Linked DNA regions of Zea mays: region 1 is linked to region 2. The links are chromatin contacts, called in public Hi-C maps. All regions are on one chromosome and are shown on one strand. The core of a region is the stretch at or near the end of the contact, and the rest is flanking DNA. Distances in the headings are between cores, read along the strand shown.

The links. A called contact is a pair of places that touch in the nucleus more often than the background predicts.
Region 1: a Hi-C map of endosperm shows a contact between it and region 2, with 4 times the contacts expected there. The contact joins the promoter of LOC103632502 here to the enhancer-like site in region 2. A contact is called at or near these places in 4 of 25 Hi-C or Micro-C datasets (ear, endosperm, tassel and 1 more).

What each region holds. Positions count from the first base shown.
Region 1 is chr7:81,026,075-81,033,288 of Zm-B73-REFERENCE-NAM-5.0, reverse strand. It overlaps LOC103632502 (DNA topoisomerase 6 subunit B), which reads right to left and starts at 4,730. Exons shown (of 19, transcript XM_020541030.1): 1 at 4,424-4,730; 2 at 4,272-4,324; 3 at 3,853-3,950; 4 at 3,655-3,760; 5 at 3,387-3,521; 6 at 3,245-3,296; 7 at 3,057-3,121; 8 at 2,097-2,203; 9 at 1,137-1,239; 10 at 976-1,061; 11 at 698-894; 12 at 241-356; 13 at 58-143. The coding sequence starts at 4,577.
Region 2 is chr7:80,636,421-80,643,105 of Zm-B73-REFERENCE-NAM-5.0, reverse strand. It overlaps LOC103632498 (protein ENHANCED DOWNY MILDEW 2), which reads right to left. Exons shown (of 19, transcript XM_008654289.2): 15 at 5,031-5,141; 16 at 3,930-4,001; 17 at 3,734-3,852; 18 at 3,567-3,630; 19 at 1,668-3,481. The coding sequence ends at 2,036. Among protein-coding and RNA genes, the nearest start is that of LOC103632498, 42 kb to the right of the region's middle. Within about 2 kb of position 2,100, at least 6 of the 20 cell types and tissues checked have an H3K27ac peak or open chromatin away from gene starts, as enhancers often do.

The DNA of each region.
Region 1 (7,214 bases), core at 3,481-5,980, 390 kb before region 2:
TTCAAATATGCAGTATTGGAATGCCTTCTGGAATTCAGTCTGAATAAAATGGTATACCTGCTTGCATGTGTCGCAACCATATCAGGGTGCAACTCTTTTATGATACCCAGGCGTAAATTATATTCACCCGCAGGACTAAGACACTATAGAATTGGTTGATTTCGATACCACAATGACCAGTTACACATATGAAAGCAACCAATGAATAACTGACAAATAAAGGTTGAAGGGAGTGCATACATTGCCGCTGGGATCATCGAACTTAGCCTGCCTAAATAATTGATGTATTCGAACTAATTGCTGAGAAGTAAGGCTCTTAACTGCCATTTTTTGACTGAAATCAGGTCCCATCTCCCCTGCCAAATCAAAAATATGTTATATTAAAACATAGAACTGGTAACAAGAACAGTAAAGCCTAGAAATAGAGTAATATAAAAGTACATAACAACAATACAACTACATTTTTAGTCAAAATAGATTATAATAGGAGTTGTAAATGATTTTAGTGGAGAGTAGAATACTTTGAAAAGCAACATTATAAACAATTGAAACTTCACGATCACCAAAAAGGTTCTATTCTGGAAAATTGGACTAAGTAGTCCATGATGTGTTGAAAACAGATAGAAACTATACTGATTTAGTTATTTTTTTAGTTTATGATAACCAGGTCAGCCATAATGCATATCATAAAACTCACCAATTAAACGTTCAGCATGCGGTTTGCTTATGTTCACAAACTCATGTTGTAGAAACTGTAAAAGATTTTGCTTTGTAGTCTCTGCAACTAAGCGTTTTATCAGTAACAAATCAACCGCAGATGGGTGATGCTTTGTTTGAAGTGGAACAGGAGGCATAACGTCTGTCCGGCGTGTAAACTTTATTGTTAAGTTTTTGCTGCAGAAAACAAATTTTCATTCATGAAAAAAATATCAACAGCTTTTGCACAACATAGATAACCATAAACAAAATGCTTACTCTGCCGCATCAGATAGAAATTTAAAAAGGAACTGAGCATATGGTGTGATGACTGCCATCTGACGCATATAATGGAGGATCTTTGACTGCATGAAAGAGATCACATGTTTAGCTTTACAGAATAATTCCTTGTTTCAAATGTTCCAAAACATGCTACTCACACGATGAGTTGTCCAATTTCCCTCAATTATAACTTCAATCTCTGCCCCATGCCAATGAGTTTTGTTCTCTCTTTTCTCATGTAAATGGACATGAGGGATATTTCTGAAAAATGGAATACACCAAAATGGGTCATGGTAAACTGCACAAGTTACCGAATTGACATAAACATAGTTATTAAGGCGGTAAGGCGACATAAGGCGACCGACCCCCTTTTTATCTTTTAAGCGATAAAGCATAAGGCGAGGTGACGCCTTAGTTATATAGATAGATAAATATAAAAAAAATGAGATCAAACATTATTTATATATCACTAATTTAAAGTTAATAAGCAAGCTAGCACTTTTATAAGGTCTAATATGTCCAATTTCAGTCTAGTAGAAGCAGAAAAAAAAGGAAAGAAAGAACCTCACAACAAGTGAGTCCGGCCCAACTCGGCCCAGCTCAGCCCAAAACACAGTTTTAGGTCACAGATGCCAGCCTCTATCTCTCCCTCACACTGCATCTCTCTTCAGTCCCCTCTCTCCCTCCCCCACAGCTCTCCTCTCTCTCTCTCCCTCGGTTCTTCCACCGCAGTCTCCCACCTCCGATAGCCGGAGCACTGCGCGCCGACGAGGAAGGAGGCAGCAGCTGCAGCTGCCACACAGACACAGGTCAAACCCTCTTCTCTGTTTCCAGCTGTCGCCCTTCAAAACCCTACCTATCCCCTAAGCGTCGCCCCGCTGACGCCCCGAGAACACCCTGCTGACGCCCCGCCGGCGCCTTATGCCGCGGCGGACGCCTTACTCCCCGGCGCAAGGCGAGCAAGACGTCTTGCCCTATGAGCGCGCCTTAGCGCTAAAGCGACGCTAAGGCGACGCTTAATGGACGCCTTGATAAGCATGGACATAAATAGAGATAAATAGCAATATTAAGTCAGTACATGTGTTGAACAGACACACAAACCAACAAGCTGTACTTACTTATGAATATCTATGTCCAGGCGACAGAAGGAAGTATAGTTCTGGCCTTTCATCGATGATTTAATTTCAATAGGAAGCCCTGTACTCATCTTTGACCATATAAGTGCCTGTTCTAATCCACAATTATAAGATAAACAGAACATTAGAGCCACTAAAATAATAATAATCCATGAGAATATCATAGGTCACATGTTTATTGTATTAAGCTATTTTACAGAGGCAAAACACGGTGAGCATCTCTTAGGCATGGGATAGATTAAGCAAAAGAATACCATCAAATTTGAAATAACAAACAAGAGGGCAAAGTAATAATAAATCACTTAAAGGTATAATCAACAACAACAGCAAAGTATTTTAGTCCTAAGCAAATTGGGGTAGGCTAGAGTTAAAAACCCAGCAGAAGCCACAAATCAAGGTTCGTGCACGTGGATAGTTGTTTTTCATTTGCTCCTATTCAAGGCTAAATCATTAGGTATAATCCATCCTTTCAAGTCTCCTTTTACTGTCTCTTCCCATGTCAACTTCGGTTTTTTCATGCCTCTCTTCGCATTATTATCATGCCCTAGGATCCCACTACACACTTAAAGGTATAGTCAAAGTGAAAGAAAAGGATGATTATGCCAACTGCAAACAAATTGCTATTATGATTGTAACATTTTACTTTAGTTATGATGAAAGTTTTACATGGCTATGTAGAAAATGAAATAAAAGTACCATGACAAACAGCATAAGACGAGTATTGCTTGGTTGCACACTTGCACAATCTAATGCAAAGTTGCAAACACAAAGACAGTCATTCCCAAGGAATAGAAAGGAAACAACTTCAACATTTCATGACAATGCAGAATCAACTAACTGTTTGCATTCATTCTTAACTATCAAAAAGATACAAAACAATAGTCCACAGCAACATACAATTTAGAAAGCTTCTTCTCAATTGTGTACGCAAAAAAAAATTACCATTTTAGCACCGAGTCCAAATTTCCCACGTGTTTGCCTCAAACCATACTTTGTGCCCGACAAAACTGCACCAATGTAAATAACTCCAATGATATTGGACATCGTGGTACTATCTCCTCTCCAAGTAAGAAAGGACCAAACTGTTTGAATTCAGCAATTACGGATTAAATATACCATTAAAAACTTACCTCTCCCAAGCATATTTGGGATATCATCATGTGGCATACCTCTACCATTATCCTGCATCCGTAAGGGGGGAATAATAAAGATCAAAGTTAAGAAAATATATTCTCATCGGGTATATCATAAATCACATTGTCACAACAATACCTTGCAAGTCACTTTGAAAAATGCAGCCTCACCCCGACCTTTTCCTCGAACAGATGGAGCATCCTTAACTTTCTTCCCAAGTGCAGCATTTTTAGCCTGAGATTCTTGGAAACGTGCTTCCTTGGCTAGGCGTTTCTAAGTATTGTGAATCATACAGCTTCATCAGACTTAAAATTATGATAATACAAAGAGGTAAGTTTGTGAAGTCTCACCCCTCTCAACACATCATCCATGGTCAAACTACTACAAACCTAGGTGCTCATCTTACCTCACGAGCCTTTTCTGACTCAAAATCATCATATAGTGCCTCGTCAACACGCTGTCGATCCACTAGCCCAATCATTGTGTTGAACTTGGTCTTCGTGATCTCTTCTCTGACAAAGATATGGCAAAACAAACTTATGGGCACTGTCCCGTACGGCAACATAGCAAAAGACCACAAAGAATACATTTGGGGATTACTTACATTGTAATCTCTATTTCAGGGAGCTCCGATATGGATTCGGCGGAATCAAGGGCATTCTCAACTAGCTCCCGCAACGTGGTGTACAGGGATTTACCAGGCTGACCAGCACCATTACATCAGTATCTCTGTGAAATAATGACTACGATAGTATCTTATAAATTTCCTCCTCAAAAGTGTACTACAACTAGAATGAGTAATATCCTTTAATCATAGTTTTTGTTTGTTTCCCACTGCCAGATGTGGTCTAAGTTTAATCTATAGATAAGAATGTGCTTGAACCAGAAGGAAAATAAAGAAGTGAAATTATCTGTCGACAAGATAACAGGGCATCTCCACACTGATTCTAGCTAAATTTCGCAAACGCACGAAATCTAGCTGTTGCACCCAAATCGGCTAAAAGTCCTTAGAGAACAACTCACATTGTCAAACCCGGCAATGTTCTTGTTCTCAGCGAAGAATTCGGCGGGCGATTCTGCAGCAGAACACCCAGAAAAGATACAAAATGTATAAGATAAACCGACCCAAAGTACTGAAAATCTTAATGAGAAATGGGATCGGGGAGGGAGCTCACTCTGCTTAAGGAGGCTGCTCTCCTTGGCCGACGTCTTGGGGCCGGCGGCCGCCTTCCCCTTCCCCGTTGCCTTCCCCTTGGCCGCCGCCGCCTTGGGAGTCTTCTTCTTGGTCTCGGCAGCGGCGGCAATGGCCTCGTCGTCGGAGGTGTTCATGGCGAGGTCGGATCTAATTGAGACGGTAGCTAGGGTTCGGGTGCAAAATTGGAGAGCGCGATCTCTCAAAAGTCTGAGCCAAATGTGGGTCCGTTTGGGACTTTGGGCGGACTATCGTACCAGATGTATCGAAATGGTCCATAAGAAATTAGACACTCGACATAAATCATGGTTGAAAAAATGGCATTTTTTAAGTAATAATCAATCAACAACGCCGACTTTTACGAAAACTGGTTTTTGCCCGTTTAGGGTGAAAACATCTTCTTGAGAGAAAAATGATGTTTCCAAACTAATGGTTCCACCTAACGGAATTTTATCCAGCTAGGAGCAGCTCCAATAATTATATAAATTTAGCTATCTAAATCATAGATTTAATAAGTTATTAAATAACTTTAGGAGTAAAGAATTATGAGTTCTCTAGTAGTTTTCTAAATATAATTTGAAGTTTTTTTGTATCTATCCACATAAAAAATAAGACACAAATGTGAACAATCATCTCCATTAACTACATAATGCAGTCAACATTTTTGTTTAGTGAGTTGCTAAATAGTTGTCAAATATAGAGAGAAAATGAGGTTAGATAAGAACTGCTAAATTTATAAAACTCGTTTAGAGAACTGTTGGAGAAGAGTTTTTATATTAACTACCTAAATTATTGATTTAGTTTTAGAGAATTATTGCTCTAAAGGGGGTATTTTTTGGGATTATAGTCTACCGAGATCATTTTTGTTTAATTTGTCGGATTATATAATCTGGATAGATTGTAATCCAAAAAAAACACCCCCTAAATTTTAGGTGAAAGTATATATCAATGTGTTGGGACGACTAAGTGCGTGTTTGGCATGGCTCCGGAGTAGAACTCTAAGAAGAAGTTCACTCTAACTCCAGGGTTACAAACTCAATGGAATTTTCAGAGTTGTAGTACAAATTTTTGGAGTACCTGCTTTGCTGCTCCGAAAACTCTAAAAACAACCTAGACGTGGAGTTTAGAGTTATTTAACTGTCACTGGTTATGAGAAACAATTTAAACTCTAGAGCGGAGCTGCTCCACCCAGAGTTTTAGAGTAGAGCTACTCTGAAGTGGAACAGAACCATGCCAAACACGCCCAAGTGACTCTAGCAATCCATTTGAATGGAGAGTTATATTCTATCTTTTTTGTGTATTACTCGCAAGATCCTTCGCTTCTGGTTTATCCAAATTGCACAATTCAAGTATCAAATCATTAAACACCAAAAACTTTCCCTTGCAACCAAGGCCAACCATGTTTTTGTGAGAGCCAAAGCTAGATCTAGTCTCACAAAGGCCAGACACAACAATATTAAACAAATCAAAGTTTGGTTCAACTTCTTCATTGATAATAAAAATATGCACACCAACAGTATCGTCATCACTAACCCTCTGACCACCATGCACCATGGAGTTGAGTAACTGACATGCTGCTTCTACCTCTCCATGGTTAATAAGACCTTCAAGAATCACATTATTATACAATAGAACAACATTGTTGGGTTTCAAATACGCTACATTTTCATTAATGAATGGGCCAACAGTAGAGAAATCTCCTAACCTACAGAATGCTTCTATTATCATCTTGAGCAAGCGAACATCAGGTGTAACCCTATCCCTCTTCATATACTTGAGCAATTTCACAGCCTTCCTCATCTCATTTCCATGACATGGTCCCTCAATTAACACATTATACATCACCAAATCCAGACTGAATCAATAACTGGCCATCTTACCAAACATATCCATGCCACATCAACCCTCCGCTGCCTAGCAAATCTAGGTATCAAAACGCTCAATGTGTTCTCGCTTGTCACATGTCAAGTGCCTCCATCCCCCTAAGCAACTCAACTACATCCTCCATGTTTCCCCACTTGTTGAACGACACAATAAGCATCGTCAACACGTGCCCTCTCACTCATTCTCTGTAACATAGCGCACGCTCTTTAGGACGACACGCGCACGATTTATCTAGTTATCTACCCTCTCATCACTGCACCTCGCCACCATCTCCTACAACTATGTCTAGGCGCCTTTCGTGCGGCCGACCTTGGCGAGCGTTTCGAGGAGGCAGTTGTACATGTATAAGTTTGGGGCGTAGCTAAGCGTCGTAGTCGCTGCATCAAAGACATGGACAACAATGTATAGAAGGCGCGAGTAGTGCCAAGGCGGCGAAGGAGGAACCCAATACGTCGTACGTCATGGAGCAGTGAGAGGCGAGCACATCTGTGGCGAGGTGGTCGAGGTACACATGTTAGTGTGGTGGCAGGAGTGACGCCATGGCATTGAGGGGATAGTATGAGTGGTGGAAGAAGTCGAGCGTGTGGCCATAGGACAGAAGGCGGAGGATGATCGACTCCATGACGGGAGGTGTGAGGTACGCTGCGAAACATGAACAATTTGTCAAACAAAAAATTGTATACATGTCGGCTTTCATGGTTTCCTCTGAAAATGGTGGTCCTCTTATGACATCGAACTTTTAAAGCCACCAAAAGTTGTTTGTTTGTGGTGTATGAAATTAGTGCCAATAATTAGTGAAGTTCTGCAATTTAGAGATTTGAAGTAGGAACAACAAAAGGCAAATATGATATGCTTTTCAATAGAGTGCCCACTGCACATCTATACTGCCC
Region 2 (6,685 bases), core at 851-3,350:
CTCTACTTGCACCTTTCCTTCCGCATTTACATTAAGTACTTAAGTTTCCATCTATTCTTTCTAGTTATAATATTCATGATTGAAACATAGGCTTTACGGTAGAGATAACAACACTTAGACAAAACCTAGTTTGCACACTCTAGATTTTTTTTATTTGCATAGATTTTGTTCTAGTGATTTAATTATTTAGGTAGAAGTTTTTAGAAATCCTAATTCACCCCTCTTAGGCGTCATCGTTTCCTTCAACGCCACCGGGGTCACCGTCGCCGCTGCGCACGCCTCAGGGCCGCTGTCGTCGCTCGTGCCTCATGGAACGGCCGCCACCGAGCGAGTGGGGCGTCGTCGCTCGTGCGTCAGGATGGGGCGTCAAAAAATGAAGGGGCAATGAACCCTAGTGGTCTGGGACTCCTTTAATAGATGATAAGACCTAGTGTGGCTGAACCGGTCTGGCCTAGGCTTCTTCTAATTATTAAAGTCAGCCCGCCCGAGCCAGCCCAGACTGGCTGATGTGCCCACCCGTCCGCCCCATGCCACCTTGTGCAACCACCTGCCCCGAGCCAACCGACCCCGCGGAAGAGCCGAGCCAAGCCACCCCAGAAATGACTTAATGTTTATTGAATGATTTAATGCTGTCTAGAATGAAATATATCATTTGATGTAGGATTTACCAACCACCCCAGAAATGATTTGATGTAGGATTTACCAACCATCCTGAATATCTAGCTCTGTACAAAGGTGAAATATATCATTCGAGTAGTATAGCCATGAAACCTTCTTTTAAAGAAAAGTTCAATCGTGGTCACTTATCTATTCAAAATGCTAGAGATTATTTGGACTATAAAAATCAAATGATTTTTTATAAAATATTTAATTATGAAATGCTCACTAAAAAACATGAGCATTATAGTGGGGGTGTTCTTTATGCTAATTGTGATCGAGATTTTAGCTCTGTACCTACTATCTCACTCATAAAAAAGATTGTTGCGATCACTACGATATTTCGCAATTTCATTTGTGATTATTCTAGTGGTTGACTAAAGCAAATTTTATTACAACGAACGCATTTCATGATTATGTGGCAACATCCTTATCTTGCATCAAACTAGATATAATGATCATATAATATTTTTGTGATAAAAACTATGTTTGTAATTATTTATATTTGATAATTTATATTTACAAAAAATAATTATATGACTCTTTATCCATGATAAACATATAAACACCGAAACCAAAGATAAACATGACTTCTCACTTAAACAAAAAACACTAAGGGCTTGTTCGGTTAGGGGTGGATTGAGGGGGATTGGAGGGGATTAAATCCCCTTCTATACAAATTTAAATAGGAGGGGATTTAATCCCCTCCAATCCCCCTCAAACCCCTTCAAACCGAACAAGCCCTAAGGTGTCAATCGGTTGTTTAGGATTAGTGGATCGAAACGATTTCTAACCGGATTGCTTCTCTAATTTATATAAACTTGAAACGATTCCGGACGCAATCCAACGCAAACCAACAAGACCTAATTTAGAAAGTTACACTTCAATAAAAAAATACCGGCCTACCAGGTCCCAAATCGACCAAGCCGGTTCTGTCGGGCTCAGGTTAGCCTCTCATAGCAGGACGCGCAGAGGAACCGGCCTGATCGAGTTCTGCGGAGGGCAGCATCTTCTCACCCACTCGTCCTTTTTTCTCATCGACAGACCCAAACGTATAGTATTAAACTTTGGCACGGTACAACGGTTTTGGAATTGTATTCCTAATATACTAACATAGACCAAACATACTCTTGTAAATACGCTCATAAACAGAAATCCAGAGCAAACAATAGGATTGAAGCCTACACTTCTGTATTTGTAGGAATTGAAGTCTACACTTCTGTATTGGTAGACACAGGTGATGTCTTCGTCGAAGGCGCCAGGAAGAAACGACTAGTAGGATCCAAAAAGTTAGGCCGTAGATAGGTTGTAGGCTCCACCGGACTCAAGAAATCGGTTGCACTTTTGCTGGTCAAATCTGAGGACCAAGTTCCAGCGATCAGTGATGAGGCCACCCGCCACCGGAAGAGCCAGGTTGTCCGAACGGGTACTGCTCAGGCAAGGAGCTCCTCGATCTTGTTGTGTTCGTTCCATCGAGGGACGGCGCATACCTGTCAATAACTGAGCGCTGTGTTCCAGTCGGACCCGAAAGCCCATACGAATACCTGTCCATTACTGAGCCTCGTTGTGAACTTGCACCTGAGAGCCCAAAAGGGGGAACAGTTGGAGCTGGTTGGCTAACGCGAGCACCTGAAGATCCAAGGGAGTATCTTGCCGAGAGGTAATTATCAGCAACCGTTCCACCATGCAGTCTTGAATCTGTTGCTAGTGGGACCATACTAGCTTGTGGGTTACTGTCACCACCAATTTGTCCATATCTTGCACTGTATCCTGGCATAAGCACATCAGCATTAGCGTTTAAATCTTCTGAGCTCGGATGCCTGTAAAAGCTGCCATCTCCTTTAGACCACGGATCACTGTTTGGAGCAGTAATATACGGCTTGGTCACTTCTTCGATGCTGGAGCCCCTCATCCTTGAGCTATCATCAATGTGACTGAAGATAGGATCATTTTTCCTCTTAAATCCATCACAGTATTCCTCTTTGATTGCCAAATAACTGTCATGATTTGGAACCCTATTGAGCACAGAGTCACTAGGTTCTTCTGCCAAAAGGTGAGCATTCGTATCCAAGTGTTCAATTGGTCTCGTCAGGGAATAGCTCATGGGTTTGCTTCGAGCATTGCAACTGACTGGGGGTGAGATACTCATGTCAGAATCCCCTCCTCTAGACCTCATGTTTGGCATCCCTGCTGCAGTTTGCTCGTAGTTGTACTGCGCGCTCTTTTTTTCATTATGAGCAATCTTTTTGCTAGGAATAACTCTTGTTTCCTCATATGCAACTTCCACTTGCTTTTCAGGGGGGAGGCTCTCTGTGTGATCAGGTGTCCCCTTGCTGCTCCTGTTGTCATGTCTCCTCCTGTTGTATCTGCCAATCTTTCTATCTTTTCCAGAATGCGACATGACTTTGCTGGAAGCTTCAGGTTCTTTCTTCACTGGGAGGTTATCTGGTATATTAGCCTTTTTCACATGGTGTTCTATCTTCCCTAGAGTTCTCTTCTCTTCTTCAGATCTTGCTTGCTTCCTAGCAGAACCATCATCAAGTAGATTGGACATTCTGTCATTGAATGGAGTCTCTTTCCCTGATCTCGAGTTCAGTTTGTTTGTAGCATCAGATTGTTTCCTCACGGACAGGTCATCTGATAGATTACTCTCTTCAACATGGCAAGCTATCTTCCCCATACAAGTATGACCATGCTCTTCAGCCACTTGCATGTGCTTCTTTGTCCAACCAGGATGACTCCACAAATAGAGGGGTGGCGCAGATGCATTCCACCCTTCAACTATTTTATCATTAAGATCCACAGAACCAGGCAAATAGAAGGACTGCCAATTTCAAGAAAGGTATTAGGTCAAACAACTAGAGAAGAACAGACAAAAGAAATTCAATACAATGAATGTAAGTTATTACCTTGCCAGAAAGACACTCACTGTCCTCCCAAATCAAATCATAAGGTGTTCTCCTCTGATCTAACCTGGATATGAAGTGGATAAATGTAGAGGAAACACAATTTCCCAAAAGGAAACCTGAGAAGATGTTGACCAAAATACTCAGGACAACAGGAATATGTTACATACCTTTTAGTTTCTTTAGGGACAATTAGTACAATGAGCTTAGGCTTGAATGTCAATGCTTTGTCAATAAATTTGTTCGCAAGACTTGCTTTGACTCCAAAAGGAGGATTAAGACCCATAATCTACTCAATAAACAATTGAATGTTGTAATTATATAAGATAAACTAAATTGTCTCAATAAATAACAAATAGAACATACTAGTTGGGATCCATGAGGCAGCTCGTTTGGCTGCACAGTCATCCAATCCCTCTTTTCAAAGCAGAAGCGATTCTGCAACGCAGGAAGCACATACATATTACATGAAGTAATAACTCTGAAGAGAAAGTAATCATGACCAACTCCTAACCCTGAAATCTTCAAATGAAACTTTGAATGAATAGCATGATAATCTCTACTATATGAATAAGGAAGTGTGTTCATCTGCTCCGACGGTTTTCTTCTGCCTTCATCCGCCTAATAGTTCATCTTCATCTTTCACGTCGCTTAGTAGCTCTAGTGTTGGTGTGTAATGTGTGTGGTGTAATGGGGTTCTCTCCCCCTTTTGTTCTTGTCAGAACCCCGTTTAGGTTTCCCACATGGTATCGGAGCTAGGTTATTTTTTTCCCCACCCCAGCCGTCGGCTGCCCTCTCCCCTTCCTTCCACCACCAGCCGCCGACACCCCTCCCTCACAGCCGGCGAGATCCCACCGCTGCCGGACCCCAGCACCGGTCGCGCAGCTCCCCGCTTCCCCACCTTCCACGCAGTCTACAATGAGCTTCTCGAGGAGCTCACCATGAAGACTGAGACACCCGCTCCCACCCCGACCCTCTACAATGCGCCACCCGGTGGTCAGGCACCTTCATGGGAGAGGGAAGGTCAAAAGCCATCTCGATCTGAGGTAAGATTCCTCAGATCAATCTATTATTTGATGTTAAGGGCTCCTTTGGAACACATGATTATCAAAACACATGAATAGGAAAAACACAGGATTAGAATGTCCATGTGATTGGAATCCTACATGAATTTATAAGACATGAAAGTCACAAACATCTGTTTGGATAATGTGCAGGAAAACATAGGAATGCATGGCACATCTCATGTTTATTTTCCTCCAAAATTGCTACGGGAGATACCATTCCATAGGAATTTTAAGGAGTTGATAGGATTCAATCATTTGTTCCAAAGGCTCTCATAGGAAAACTTTCCATAGGAATCGAATCCTCTAAAATTCCTTTGCTTTTCCTCCATTCCAAAAGAGGCCTAAAAGGCCATGTGATAAAGAAAAATCGAACAAAGGACTCAATTGTCATCAATACTACCTGTGGTTGGATAAGATCATAATTCTTGAAATGGCACTTCTTCTGAACTTTGTCGAGTTTTTCTTTCATAAGACGGCTAAAATCATTTGCCCCACAGCAGAAATCTACTATCTGCAAGACCAATGGAGTTTAGCATGTTCATAAATTTATGTAACAAAACAACATTATAACCAATTTTACTTGTATAGATAAAGGAAAGGGCAACTTCAATATTTACAAACAAAGATGCCATGCTACAAAATATTGAACACAATAAAAGTCTTAGTCTTAGCCAATAACTTCATTAAGAACCTTCAGTTCCGACCCTGGTTCTCTTAGACTGGTTTCAACGCCTCCCGCGAGCAGCCCCTCTCCTTCATTTAGCGGACACAGTTTCATGCTATGCACCACAACGCTTCTCTCTACCGAGCACGCTATGCTGCAGTAACATTCTCTCACCCTGGATTGAGCGTGCCACTATATGTCCCGTCCCGGTCGCCGGTGACCGCCATATTCTCCCTCCCATTCGCGTGCGCGCTCAAAAAAGAAGTCTACCGCCGTATTCTTCGTCGAGTTTTCTATCAGCAAGATGTAATAGGCCGAAAACAGCAAGCTGTGCACAGTACTGTTCATTTCATATACGTAATGACCCATACAAATTTGAAATAGTAATAAACAATTAATAAGGATTCGTGTAATTACAAACGTAAACTTGTATATAGGTAGGTGAAAAAATGATAAAGGAAATTATATGAATGGTAGTTTAGTTCATTAATGGGAAATCTATATTTTAATAGTATAGTGGATTTTAGGAGGATGATATAGGGGGAACCACTGTACAGAGTACAAATATAGGAGGAGCTGACGTGGCACGTTAGTGGGATATAGAGGGTGCAATTTAGAGGGAACCGCTGAAAATAGTGTTACCAAAATCTGTTTTATATCATGTGCGAAAAGAAACCGATAAGCATAAGAAACAATCTAACACAGTTGATCTCTATATGAATTAGGTCATTTTGATTACAAACATTCATAAGCAGAAGACACACAAAACAGTGCATCAACAAATACATGCACTATAGCTCTCACCACTCACTAGGGCTTGGGCACACTCAGGGTCTGTTTGGTTGGGTTGTGGCTCTGAAAAAAGCTGTTGTGGGCTGTGAGCTGTTAAAAGCTAAAAATCATTTGGTGGAAACCACTAAAAGCCGCTAAAAGTTCTTCGATTTATATTTTCACAGTTTCATCCGAAAGCCACTAAAAGCAGGTCCAGAGGTGCTTTCAGTTTTGCACTGTGAGAAAGTCATCTTTTAAAAAAAGTTGCTTCCTGGTTCCAACCCTTTGGTTTGGCTTTTGACTATTACAGGGCAAAAGTGAAAACCAAACCAAACACACCCTCAATGCTTACATGTCAACCCAGATCATCATTGTCCATTTCTCACCCTCTATGGAGGATAGATATCCCCCGGGTTACCATGACTCGGATATGTTCTATGGGCCGCCAAAAAGGCCCTCGGTGGGCTAGGAGCGCAGCCTTCAGAGGACATTAGTCAGGCGTAACTAGAGGCGGGCGAGGTAGGCGGATGCGTGGGCGCGAAGACTCCTGGGACGCATTTCGCTGAAGACTCGCCGACCTCTAGAAAAATCGGCACGACTCTCGTAGATGAGGTGCAACT